Linked DNA regions of Mus musculus: region 1 is linked to region 2. The links are chromatin contacts, called in public promoter capture Hi-C maps. All regions are on one chromosome and are shown on one strand. Each heading gives the region's core, a stretch centred on a gene start, on an enhancer-like site or on the middle of the called end of the contact. The rest is flanking DNA. Distances are from core to core; before and after follow the strand shown. Region 1 holds the start of Haus4 (HAUS augmin-like complex, subunit 4). Region 2 holds the start of Oxa1l (oxidase assembly 1-like).

Region 1 (5,823 bases), core at 1,396-3,895, 190 kb before region 2:
AAGAGAGCTCACCTAATGAATTCTCCCCTTCCCTCTACTTTTAGCCGGCTCCGCGCCCTGGTACCTCCAATGCAGCCGGACCTCCTGTTTCTGTTTCATTTTTCTGGACTCTCATTCAAAGTGGTTTTTTTTAAAATGTCTTTTTATCGGGCATAGTGAAAATAAGACTTCAGCCTTTCCTATTTATTTCTGCAGAGAAATGCCTGTCCCCTCTTTAAGTTTCTTTGGTATTTATAATCTAGACTGCCTTTTCGGCACCTATTTACTGCCTTGGGTTATTTTCTTCTCATGTGTGTCTCCTCAACAGAGTGTGAATTTCCTCGGGATAGGAATTAGGTCACATTCATCTCTGTGTCTCCCCAGGCACTTAATAAAACACCTCACTTTCATAGTCTTTCCAAGGCGCTTTCTCAGCCGTTATCTCATTTGATCGTTATGCCAATGCTAAGAGATTGGAGTAACAAGAAATATGTTGTCTCCCCCCCCACACCTCCCACAGGAAGGAGAGCTGTAGCCCAAGGTCTCATGGCTTGGAAGGGACAAAGAGGGAAGAGATAATTGCACACGGAGCTCTGTCCGCAAGGTGTCTGTCCACTGCTATCTTCCCCATCTTCCTCTGGAAGGCAGCCTTCTGAGCCTTCCCTGCTCAGGGCCTCGCGTGCTTTCGAGCCTCTTAGCCAGAGCTTTGTAGTTCAGTATTTAAGAACCTGAAGACTTGGGAGATGAAATTTCAGTAAATCTCTGATCAGCTGAAAATCACCAAAGCATGCTTGCTATTTTGTTCTGAGCACGGTTCGTGCGTAAGCCTGGCATTTAATGAGGCTGCATTGAAGAATTGAGGAAGCATAAGTGATTTTTAAAAGCTTTGAAAAGTGACTGCACTCTAGCATTAAACATGGAACATGGCAGCTGATGCCCTGACCAAGGGCATAAAAGCTTTCTGCCCTAGAATCATTTCTCTGTGTATTCAAATACAAGTCTCCTCCTCCTCCTTCCTTTTCTTTTTTCTTTCTTTCTTTCTTTTTTTTTTTCTTTCTCTCTTCTCCTTCTCCTTCTTCTCCTCCTCCTCCTCTTCCTCCTTTCTCTTCTCTTCTCTCTCTCTCTCTCTCTCTCTCTCTCTCTCTCTCTCTCTCTCTCTCTCACTGATCTTTCTATACAACCCTGGCCTTCCTGGAACACTCTGTGTAGATCAGGCTGTCCTCATCTGCTTACCCCCTACCTCCCAATCACTGGGGTTAAAGGCATGAGCCACTACCCTTGGCCCTAGAATGTTCTAAAGCTGTGACCCTTTAATACAGATTCTCATGTTGTGGTGACCCCCAACCATAAATGATTTCCATTACTTACTTCATAACTGTAATTTTGCTGTTACGAATTGTAAACACCTGTGTTCTCCAGTGGCCTTAGGTGACCCCTGTAGGGTCGTTCAACCAACCAAAGGGGTCTCGACCACAGGTTGAGAACTGCTGTTCTAAGGAAAAGCCAAACAGCTCCATTTCCTAGCACTTTTGCTCCATCCTATCAGTTTGTTCTCTGATGCAAGCGATCTAATCACTGGGCTAGGGAGATGGCTCAACCATCCCTCTTCAAGTAAACCTGGGTTGGATTCTCCACACTTATATGGTGGTAACTGTAACCGGTTCCAGAGGATCCCACAGCAGTAAGCATACAAGTGGTTCACAGACATATGTGCCAGTCAAACACCCACACACGTAAACAACAGTAAAATAAATAAAAACGTATAAAGAGCTCTAATAACCTTGAAGCAGTTTATTTAAGACTTTTATTTTTTTAGATGGGCAACTTCAGCATAGTGCCCGGGCCTAGCTTTGAACTCTCGATCTTCCTAACTCAACCTCCTGAGTAGGTGTGGTGAAGGATTAACAGTACAGCTAAACATCTTATTTTCCAAAAGAAGTCACTTCCTGATTGGGTACCCTTAGTTTTACAAAACCAGTGTAGGCATAAGTAGGAGTGAAGGAAGGATGATGGGAAATAAGGGATGTGGGAATGGGGCAGGGCAGTTAACGCGGCTCAATGGGTAAAGGAGCTTGCTACCAAGCCTATGATGTCTCACTCCCAGAATGTCTTCTGACCTCCACAGCACACGTAGGACACACAGTAAATAAAACGTGACTTTAAAAAAAAACAGAGGGAGCGCGGAGGAGGCGAGGTAGGTTAAGAAATTCAAGAGGTGAGGCTGGAGCAACGTAGTAAAAGGATCTGAGTTCAAGTCCCAGAACCCAAAATCTGGCAGCTCACAAGCACCTGTAACATCGGCTCAAAGGGCTCTGGCTCCCTCTTCCGGCCTCCGTGGACACCGCCCACATATGGCGCATGCGCTCGCCCACATCGATAAATAAAAACAAACCAGTGGGGGTGTAGTGGCGTGCACCTTTCCTCTCATCAATCGGGAGGCCGAGACAGGACGATCTCTGATACCAACAACACATTGGCTCGACCTCCGAGCACCACAGTGGCAGGCCTAAGCTTCCGAGCTGGGCCGCCACCTCTATATAACCTTCCGTGCCTAGTCTTCCCCTTTGTTAAATGGGTGAAGTTCCGACTTCCAGGATCCGAGCCGCTACCGCGACAGTTGCGCTGAGCGCGCGCTCCCGGGGCGGGGCTGCGCCAGGCGGGAACGGAGGCCCCGCCCCGTCCTGTGCCCGGCTGATTTAAGACCCAGTTGTTTCTACGCTGGCGGCAGCGCCTTTCCCGGGCAGGCCCCGGCCTTAGCGCTCCGGCGGCGAGCCGTGCAGGTTAGCGCTCGACGACCGCGAGCTTGCGGCGAGGCCGCGCTCGCCCTTTAGGACTCCTTGGCGACCCAGACGGTAGGTCGGCGCCGGAGAGCGCGTCTGCATCTTGATTATCTCCGGCCTTGTAAGGGTCACCTCTTGTGAAAACAGTCAGGACGATCAATCTGCGTCCAGCACAGCGTGCAGGGGAACGGCTGGAGGGCTCGAAGCACGCCTGCGTCAGAGTTCGGCGCTCTGCGCTCCTGCGCGTGGGACCCCGGCTGCCTGCGCAGGGTGGGGGTGAAGCCTAAGGTCACGTCCTGTGGGCGGCTCCGCTGAGGACCCCTGGGCGGTTGAAACCCTCGTGGCTGGGTGCCTAACTGGCCTGCAAAACTTTATTTGTAGGTGTAGTTCAACAACATTCTGAGTTGGTAAAACGGAACTTACTGGTAAAACATAACTAAATAGCTTTTGTTGACAAGTCGATTGTTATTAATTCTTGATGCTTCATGCAAGGCAAGAACCGTTATCGCGGCTTTGCAGGTGGAACACTGTTGGCACCTGAAAAAGGAGCATTTCACATAAACTCACACAGAAAACATGGGGGGCGGGGCGGAGCCACAAATTAATGTCTCGAATTGCGCCTCCTCAGCTGATTCCTCTAGACCACGCTACAAAACAAACGGCTAGTTGCTTTCATGTGACTCATAAAAGGAGCGAATAAACCAATGTTCTGTGGACGTGAAGCGTTAAGTACTAATAAGCTTCAGACTCGGGGCTGCCTCGGGCTCAGCTGCCATTTGGAGGAGTGGGTAAAGCAATAAGGGAAAGAATGGGCAGGCAATGTTTGTGTTGCTGTTGAGTTTCTCATTGCTCTCTGTTGATGACATTCTTTTCAAGGTGCTCCAGGTTCTGGCAAAACACCTATCTGTATAGCTATGTCCCCACACTAACCACTGCAGTGCATTGTTACTGGAAAAGCTGTTGTAGTTCAAGTGTCTGTCGCTCTTGCTCCCAGACAGATAGCTCTTTCATGAGATGACACTGACAGAGAAGCACCAGAAAGAAACTGTGATATTCCACAGTTGAGCTATAAAGGGGGCAAAAGGTATACTGGGACCCACACCCCTTAGTTTACTGGGAACACGACAGACAGCAACAGTTTGTAGCTCCAGCAAAATGGTAACGGTAGGAAGACGCCTTCCATTAGAACTTAGTGGATTTGGGTGGTGTACTGGCTGGTTTTGTGTCAACCTGACAGCTGGAGTTATCACAGAGAAAGGAGCTTCAGTTGAGGAAATGCCTCTATGAGATCCAACTGCAAGGCATTTTCTCAATTAGTGATCAAGGGGGAAAGGCCCCTTGTGGGTGGGACCATCTCTGGGCTGGTAATCTTGATTCTATAAGAGAGCAGGCTGAGCAAGCCAGGGAAAGCAAGCCAGTAAAGAACATCCCTCCATGGCCTCTGCATCAGCTTTCTGACCTGCTTGAGTTCCAGTCCTGACTTCCTTTAGTGATGAACAGCAGTTTGGAAGTGTAAGCTGAATAAACCCTTTCCTCCCCAACTTGCTGCTTGAGTTCCAGTCCTGACTTCCTTTAGTGATGAACAGCAATGTGGAAGTGTAAGCTGAATAAACCCTTTCCTCCACAACTTGCTTCTTGGTCATGATGTTTGCGCAGGAATAGAAACCCTAAGACAGGCGGGTAGGGGTGAAGTAGGAGTGGTTCTGTTTAGAGTCATACTTTGGACAGCTTGGGAGAGATTTTGTTCTTGGAATGGAAGGTATTCTGGTATTTATTTGTAAGTTTTCCATAAAATGCTAAAGAATTTGGGGACCCTGATGTCTGATATAGCCCTGCTCTATAAGAAACATCTCTGAGCCAGATGTGATGGCATGAACTTTTAATCCTGGCACCCAGGAGGAAGAGGGTCAAGGTTCTAGGCTTGACTCTGGCACAGAATTTGAGCCCAGAGTTGGCTTGTGAGACTGCCTAAGGTAGCTTGAGCAGCAGCCAGGGGTTTGTTCAACTTGCATTTTCTCCCATTTGTTTCCATACAGATAATACCAAGAAAACGAGATGGCGTCTGGAGATTTCTGTGCACCTGGAGAAGGTGTAGAAATGCTGCTGCAAGGTAAGGGGAGTGTCCTGGTTAGGGTCTCATTGCTGTGAAGAGACACCATGACCAAGGCAACTCTTATAAAGAAAAACATTTAACCGGAGTGGCTTACAGTTTCAGTCCATTATCATCATGGTGGGAAGCATGGCAGCATGCAGGCAGACATGGGGCGGGAGTTGGGAGTTGCTCAGAGTTCTACCTCTTGATCTGCAGGCGGCAGCAGGAGACTGTGTCTCACACTGGACATAGCTTGAGTATATATAAGACCTCAAAGTCCGCCTCCACAGTGACACACTTCCGTAAGGCCACACCTCCTAATGGTGCCACTCCCTATGGCCAAGCATTCAAACACATGAGCCTATGGGGGCCATACCTATTCACCCCCACCACCTGCAAAAAAAAAAAAAAAGGCCTGGTGACTTTCCCAGAGGTCTCGTCCAGATCCTTGCTTCCTGAGATGACAGAGGTTCACAAGGCCCACTAGAACGGTTTCACTCACAGCACCCGGTTCTGAGGAAAGTAGAATCTAGGAGTTTTTGGGGCACTCTAATAAGAAGCAGGTTGGACCAACTCTTCATACTGATTCAGTACCTGTTACTGCAATAGATGCATCGTGGCAGTCTGTTGCCAAGGTAAGGGTGGCTAGCTTGTCCCTTTTGTGTTTGTTTGTTTTTGTTTTTCGAGACAGGGTTTCTCTGTGTAGCCCTGTCTGTCCTGGAACTCACTCTGTAACCAGGCTGGCCTCGAACTCAGAAATCCGCCTGCCTCTGCCTCCTGAGTGCTGGGATTAAAGGTGTTCACCCCCATACCCGGCCAAAAAGATTTATATCTTATTCTGTAAAATGACTTTAGACATAATAATCCAAAGCATAAATGTGTATGAGTGTGTGTGTGTGTGTGTGTATGAGTGTGTGTGTGTGTGTGTGTGTGTGTGTGTGTGGTAGATAATGGTAAAAGATGTCAGCAGAG
Region 2 (6,204 bases), core at 3,448-5,947:
ACCAGCAGTCACAGGGAAGTGATTTCAGCAAAATCTCAATGGCTGAGGGCCAAAGTCTAGAAAGAAGTAGTAGGCTGCCCGATGGATCCCCTGATACACAGGCATGCTTAACCTGTTTGTGTACTTAGTGTAAACAGGAAGGCACCAAAACCAAGGGTGGTAGCACCAGCTTCCAGTCTCAGTGCCAGAGAGGCCAAGAGTATCGAGAGTTTGAGGAAGACCTTACTTTTAATAAAATCAAGGGAGTGGCCTGGAGAGAATGCACAGTGATTAAGAGTGATTGCTCTTTTGCAGAGGACCCAAGTTTGGTTCTCAGTACCCAGGAGAGCTGGTTCATAACTTCCTGTAAGCCCAGCTCCAAGGGATCCAATTCAGGCAGGTGTACATATTTGCAGGGAAATGCATGCATGCACATGTACTTTTGAGTGCACACACAAAAATTAATCCTTAAAAAACTCTAGAAAGGGGGGCTGGAGAGATGGCTCAGAGGTTAAGAGCACTGACTGCTCTTCCAGAGGTCCTGAGTTCAATTCCCAGCAACCATATGGTGGCTCACAACCATCTGTAATGAGATCCGATGCCCTCTTCTGGTGTCTCTGAAGACAGTTACAATGTACTCACCACATATATAAAATAAATAAATAAAATCTTAAAAAAACAAAACAAAAAAAACCCAAAACTCTAGAAAGGAGCTGAAGAGATGGCTCAGTGGTTAAGAGCACCAACTGCTCTTCCGAAGGTCCTGAGTTCAAATCCCAACAACCACATGGTGGCTTACAACCATCCATAACGAGATCTGACTCTCTCTTCTGAAGTATCTGAAGACAGCTACAGTGTACTTCCATATAATAAATAAATAAATCTTAAAAACAAAACAAAACCAAAATAACCCTCTAGAAAACCAAGGGACTTGGGAATTTGTCTTGGTGACAGCACACTTGCATAGCTGTTGAAGGTCACTGGATTCAGGCATTGAATGCATGTGGCACCCAGGTATATACACACACTCATACATATAAAATAAAGGAACATTTTTTATTTTCATTTAATGTGTATAGGTGTTTTGCCTGTCTGTCTTTCTGTATGCCCATAACTGCCAAAAAAGGCATCCCTTGGAACTGGAGTAAGACAGATGTGAACCAGTGTGTGGGTGCTGGGAATAGAACCTGGCTTCTCTGCAAAAGCAGCTGTGCTCTTAACCATGGAGTCACCTTCAGCTTTGTCTGCCCATCCCCTTCAACAGGGTTTCTGTTACCTTTGCTGGCCTAGAACTTGCTATGTAGACCAGGCTGGTCTCAAACTCATGCATCCTCCAGTCTCTGCATCCCTTCCCCAAGACTGGGATTAATGGTGTACACCAGACCGAGCTCAAATGAAGGTTTTGCAAACGTTTTTAAAGGCAGTTTTATGTAGCCCAGTCATGGTGGTCTGAGTGAGAACGGCCTCTGAAGGCTCATCTATTTGCATGATTAGTCATCAGATTTATTGGATGTGGCACTATTTCAGTGGCATTAGGAGGTGTGTGGCCTTGTGAAAGGAAGTATGTCAGTGGGAGTGGGCTTAGAGGTTTCAAAAAGCCCATGCACGCTACAGGCCCAGTAAACACCCCCACCCCCACCCCCACCACCCGCCTATGGATCAGTATGTAGCCCTCAGCTACTTCTCTAGCACCACGCCTGCCTTCCTGCTGCCTGCCTTCCTGCTCCCTGAGATGATGATGGACTAAAACTCTTGAAACTGTAAACAAGTCCCTAGTTATATGCTTTCCTTTATTTATAGGAGTTGCTTTGATCATGGCATCTCTTCATGGCCACAGAACAGTGACTAAGGTACGAGGCTAGCCTTGAATTCTTTAATTAACTAAGGGTGAACGCTGACCCTCCTTCCTCTACCTCCCAAGCACTGTGGGCAGATAAGTGGCTTTCTAACACTCTCTAGGAACTAAAAGTTGAATGTTACCATCCCTTTTGGAATCACCTGATTTTCTGACCTCTACACTTCTGTCCCCAATTCTTCCACCCTTGCCCAGGATGTCCTCTTACACGTGGCAATGGCTCCCCACCACGGCAGGCCCAGGTCGACATGTATATATTCCAAGAGGTTCTGGATGAGACCCACCGGGGTGTAAGAACCAAGCCCCAGTTCTGTGAAGCTCGGTTCGGTAGCACACTGGACTACATCTGCAGCTCCTCCAGAAGCTACCTCTGGTACTGCAGCAGGGATAGAGGTAGCAGGAATAACAGGGGGTGCCTGGACCTGTGAGGAACGAGACCAAGTGCCGTGAGTGGGATGTACAAAGTTGAGGATCCCTTATGCTAACAGTCCTGGGCTCTATTTTCTTGCTTTGACTTCTTGATCTTCAATGATGGCCAATGGTGTCCATACAACCCTGCCTTCAAAGGACAATATTTTTTGCCTCTAGCAGGATAACTTAAGAGAGTGTCTCATGGCTTCCCTTCAGGCAGGGAACTTGCTTCCCACATCACGGTTCCCAGACTTCAGTCATCTGAGTGAGCATCATGGTCATTGCCCTTCCCATATTCCAAATCAACAGTACTTGGAATCCTTTTGTTCTGTGCTAGAAATTGAACTCAGGGCCTCACACACATCTGGCAAGAACACAGACCACTGACTGAGCTGGCCCTCAGCCCAAAATTCTCTTTAATTCAATTTTTTTTCCCAATCTTTCTTTCTTTCTTCCTTCCTTCCTTCTTTTTTTTTTTTTTTAAATGGTAGTGGGTGGGTGGGAAGGTTAGTTTTGGAGGCAGGATCTTGATTGCTCTGTAGTTCAGGTTGGCCTTGTACATGCTAACCAAGAGCTCTGTTACTGACTACATCCCAAGACATGGCTCAGGGGCTAAGAGCTCCAGCAGAGGATCCATTTTCCGTCGTTAGCACCCTTGTAGAGCAGCATACAGCCACTGGTAACTCCAGCCTCAGGCTCTCTAATGGGCACTCATGTACACATGCACACCGTCACACACACACACACACTCATAACACAATATGATAAATCTCTCTGAGAAAAATCCTACACAGGCTTCTAAGAAACAGTATTCAAAGAATCACACAGATCACAAACACACAAACTCACAATCACATTTCACTTTATTGGCTTACCACCACTCCTCTGGTAGTGTCTTGAATATAATACAAAATTTAATTAATTAGTTAAATTTATTTATTTATTTATTTATTTTGGTTTTTCGAGACAGGGTTTCTCTGCATAGCCCTGGCTGTCCTGGAACTCACTTTTTAGACCAGGCTGGCCTCGAACTCAGAAATCTGCCTGCTTCTGCCTCCTAAATGCTGGGATTAAAGGCGTGCGCCACCATGCCAGGCAAATTTAATTTTTTTGTTGTTTTGTTTTTTGTTTTTAGAGACAGGGTTTCTCTGTGTAGCCCTGGCTGTCCTGGAACTCACTTTGTAGACCAGGCTGGCCTCGAACTCAGAAATCCACCTGCCTCTGCCTCTCAAGTGCTGGGACTAAAGGCGTGCGCCACCAACCGCCAGGCTTAATTTTTTTTTATCTTGTGTGTGTGATGTATGTAGGCATGCATGCCACAGCATGTGTGGAAGTCAGAGATGAACTTTGTGTGGCGCCTTCTTCCTTCATTATTTATTTATTTATTTTTTTTCATTTTTGAGACAAGGTCACACTACACAGCTCTATGTTGACCAGGCTGGTTTTGAATTCAGAGATCTATCCATCTCTGCCTCCCAAGTGCTGGGGTTACTAGGATTGTGCCACAACCTGCTCCACCTTTACTTGGGTTCCAGGGTTGGCACTCGGTTTACCAGGGTTGCAATAGCAAGAGCTTTTGTACAGCAGGGTCATTTTGCCTGCCCTACAAATTTCTCAGCACTTTTAGGCATTTCCTCACTGAGTTGCCTGAGATGAGAATCTACTTCTACTCCAAACAGGTTAATATTAGGAGGAACTTAGGAGGAGTGTGAGAACTCTGCTACACATTCACTGTCTCCCGCAAAACAAAACAAACAAAACAACACAGAACCAAAAGAAAGGGGCCAAGAAGTCGTGCTCCTTTCCTCAGCGGGAACCTCTTACCTGGGCTTCTGCAAAGAGGGTGGCAGATGTACTGATGCAGCGAGGAGTGAAGACGGCGAGAAGAGCACAGGGTGGCCGCCCGTTACCCCGGCGGGCTGCGAGGAGCTCGGCGGCCAGCGGTCTCAGGGACACTGCGACGCTATGGTACTGACCATGTGAAAGGAAGGGAAGGCCTTGAGTCCCAGCCGACCCGCCTCTCCCGCAGACAGCCTGCGGTTGCAGCAGTGGGGCGCTGCAACTCTGCTCGCACAGACTACAGGCCCCGAAGCCATGCACTGGAGCGTGCAGGGTGCAGCTCCGGTTAGGGTCTCCCGCATCCTGTTACCGAAGCCCGGGGACGGGGCCCAGAGGTCACGGCTCAGGGTCGCAGGCAGTTTCCAAACAGCTACAGAGAAACCAGGCCACCAACCCCGGGACGTAACCCGGTGGTGCCCTCACGCGACCGGAGGTCATGACTCGCAGGTCGCAGTGACCAGGTCAGCATCTGCTCGTGACCTCAGCTCAGGTGACAAGGACAAGGCAGCATCCCCGCGCTTTGGACGGAACCTTACCGAACGCTGGGGTCGTAGGAGTCGCAGAAGCTGCCAGCGACCGCACACTAAATTCCTCGCCATCTTGCCGGGAAGAGGGAACTTACTCTCGCGCACGCGCACTCAGAACTTTGACGCTGCGGGGGAGGCCATTTTGGAAATGGGCAGGCAGTCAGACCTGACGTCACAGATCAGGTAGTGAGGGAGAATGAAGACAGGCGATGGTATTTGAAGTGGTTTAAAAAAGTCAAGATTCCGCAGAGATTGAAACTAAGAGACAGAGGCAGGCGGATTTCTGAGTTCGAGGCCAGCTTGGTCTACAAAGTGAGTTCCAGGACAACAGCCAGGACTATACAGAGAAACCCTGTCTCGAAAATCAAAAAAAAAAAAAAAAAAAAAAAAAAAAAAGAAAAGAAACTAAGAGACAGGATGCGCTGTTAAGTGGCAGTGTAAACATAGCATATTTCCTGTTTTCCCTTCCATTTCCCAAACTGTAATTGTTCCCTGGGTTAAAATAATTCTTGGATTAAAAATGGCCTTTACTCTTGGAATAGTGCCTCAAATCTATAATCCCAGCATTTGGGAGGCGGAGGCAGGAGGATTGCCTAAAATTCGAGGTGAATCTTGGTTACCTATTGTGTTTAAGGCTAGCCAGGACTGCAGAGAGACCCTGCCTGTCACAAGAAGATAATGAATAAACAAAATCTCAAACTAGAATTAACCCCACAAACAGGCAAACCAGAAAGGCGAAAACAATAGCTTTTACATCTGTGCTTGGCGTGGGTTTTTTCTTACTGCAAGGTAATATTGTAATTACAGATCCAATGAAATTTGAAAGTAGCCTGGAATCTGACAAAGCTATAGGGAAGGCAGTTTCCGGGAAATAACCGAGGAAACTAAAGATGAAAGTTGAACTTGATGTCTTGGATCTGTTGTCTCAAGATTGTTACTATCTATTTGTAGATTTTGTTGTGTATTTTTTGAAACTAAAAGCTTCCCTAAAGCATAAATTGAAATAAGGTGGGTATGGTGCTGCACGCCTGTGATCCCAGCACTGAAGAGGAAGCTGACTCAGGTAAGTGGTGAGTTCAAGGCCAGCCAGGGTTAAAAATGGAGACCTTATCTTAAAAAAAAAAAGTAATGTGAAAAATAAATTACTGCTCAGGAAGGAGGGGGTTGATCACATATACTTCTTCATATGCTACTAGATACTTTGGAGGAATAAAAACTTATTTATTTCATAGATGTCGTGTGTTGTATGAGTGTACATTCTCGGAGGCCAGAAGAGGGATGGAGTTAGAGGTGTTTGTTGCATAAGTGTTGGGATCTGAACTCTGGTATTCACCATGGTGCAGCAAATAGTCTTAACCGCTGAGCCATATCCAACCCCGAAATTTGCGACTTTTATTTTGGAGAGAGAGAGAGAGAGAGAGAGAGAGAGAGAGAGAGAGAGAGAGTGTGTGTGTGTGTGTGTGTGTGTGCGTGCACATATTCTTATGTATGTACATAGCAGCTCACAACCACATACACCTCCAGTTCCAAGAGTTCTGACACCTTTGTCTGTCTCTATGGATACTAGGCAAGTGTGTGGTACAAATACATATA

The links. Capture Hi-C pulls out chosen DNA fragments and counts their contacts.
Region 1: a promoter capture Hi-C map of liver shows a contact between it and region 2. The contact joins the promoter of Haus4 here to the promoter of Oxa1l in region 2. A contact is called at or near these places in 9 of 39 promoter capture datasets (the 3T3-L1 cell line, the C10 cell line, the HPC-7 cell line and 5 more), 4 of 115 datasets of contacts at active chromatin or transcription factors (bone marrow-derived macrophages, effector CD8 T cells, large pre-B cells and 1 more) and 3 of 9 other capture datasets (adipose tissue, liver and pancreatic islet).

Annotation. Positions count from the first base shown.
Region 1 is chr14:54,551,183-54,557,005 of GRCm38.p6, reverse strand. It overlaps Haus4 (HAUS augmin-like complex, subunit 4), which reads left to right and starts at 2,645. Exons shown (of 10, transcript NM_145462.2): 1 at 2,645-2,831; 2 at 4,796-4,869. The coding sequence starts at 4,815.
Region 2 is chr14:54,359,334-54,365,537 of GRCm38.p6, reverse strand. It overlaps Oxa1l (oxidase assembly 1-like), which reads right to left and starts at 4,697. Exons shown (of 10, transcript NM_026936.3): 1 at 4,621-4,697; 2 at 4,070-4,216; 3 at 2,043-2,256. The coding sequence starts at 4,683.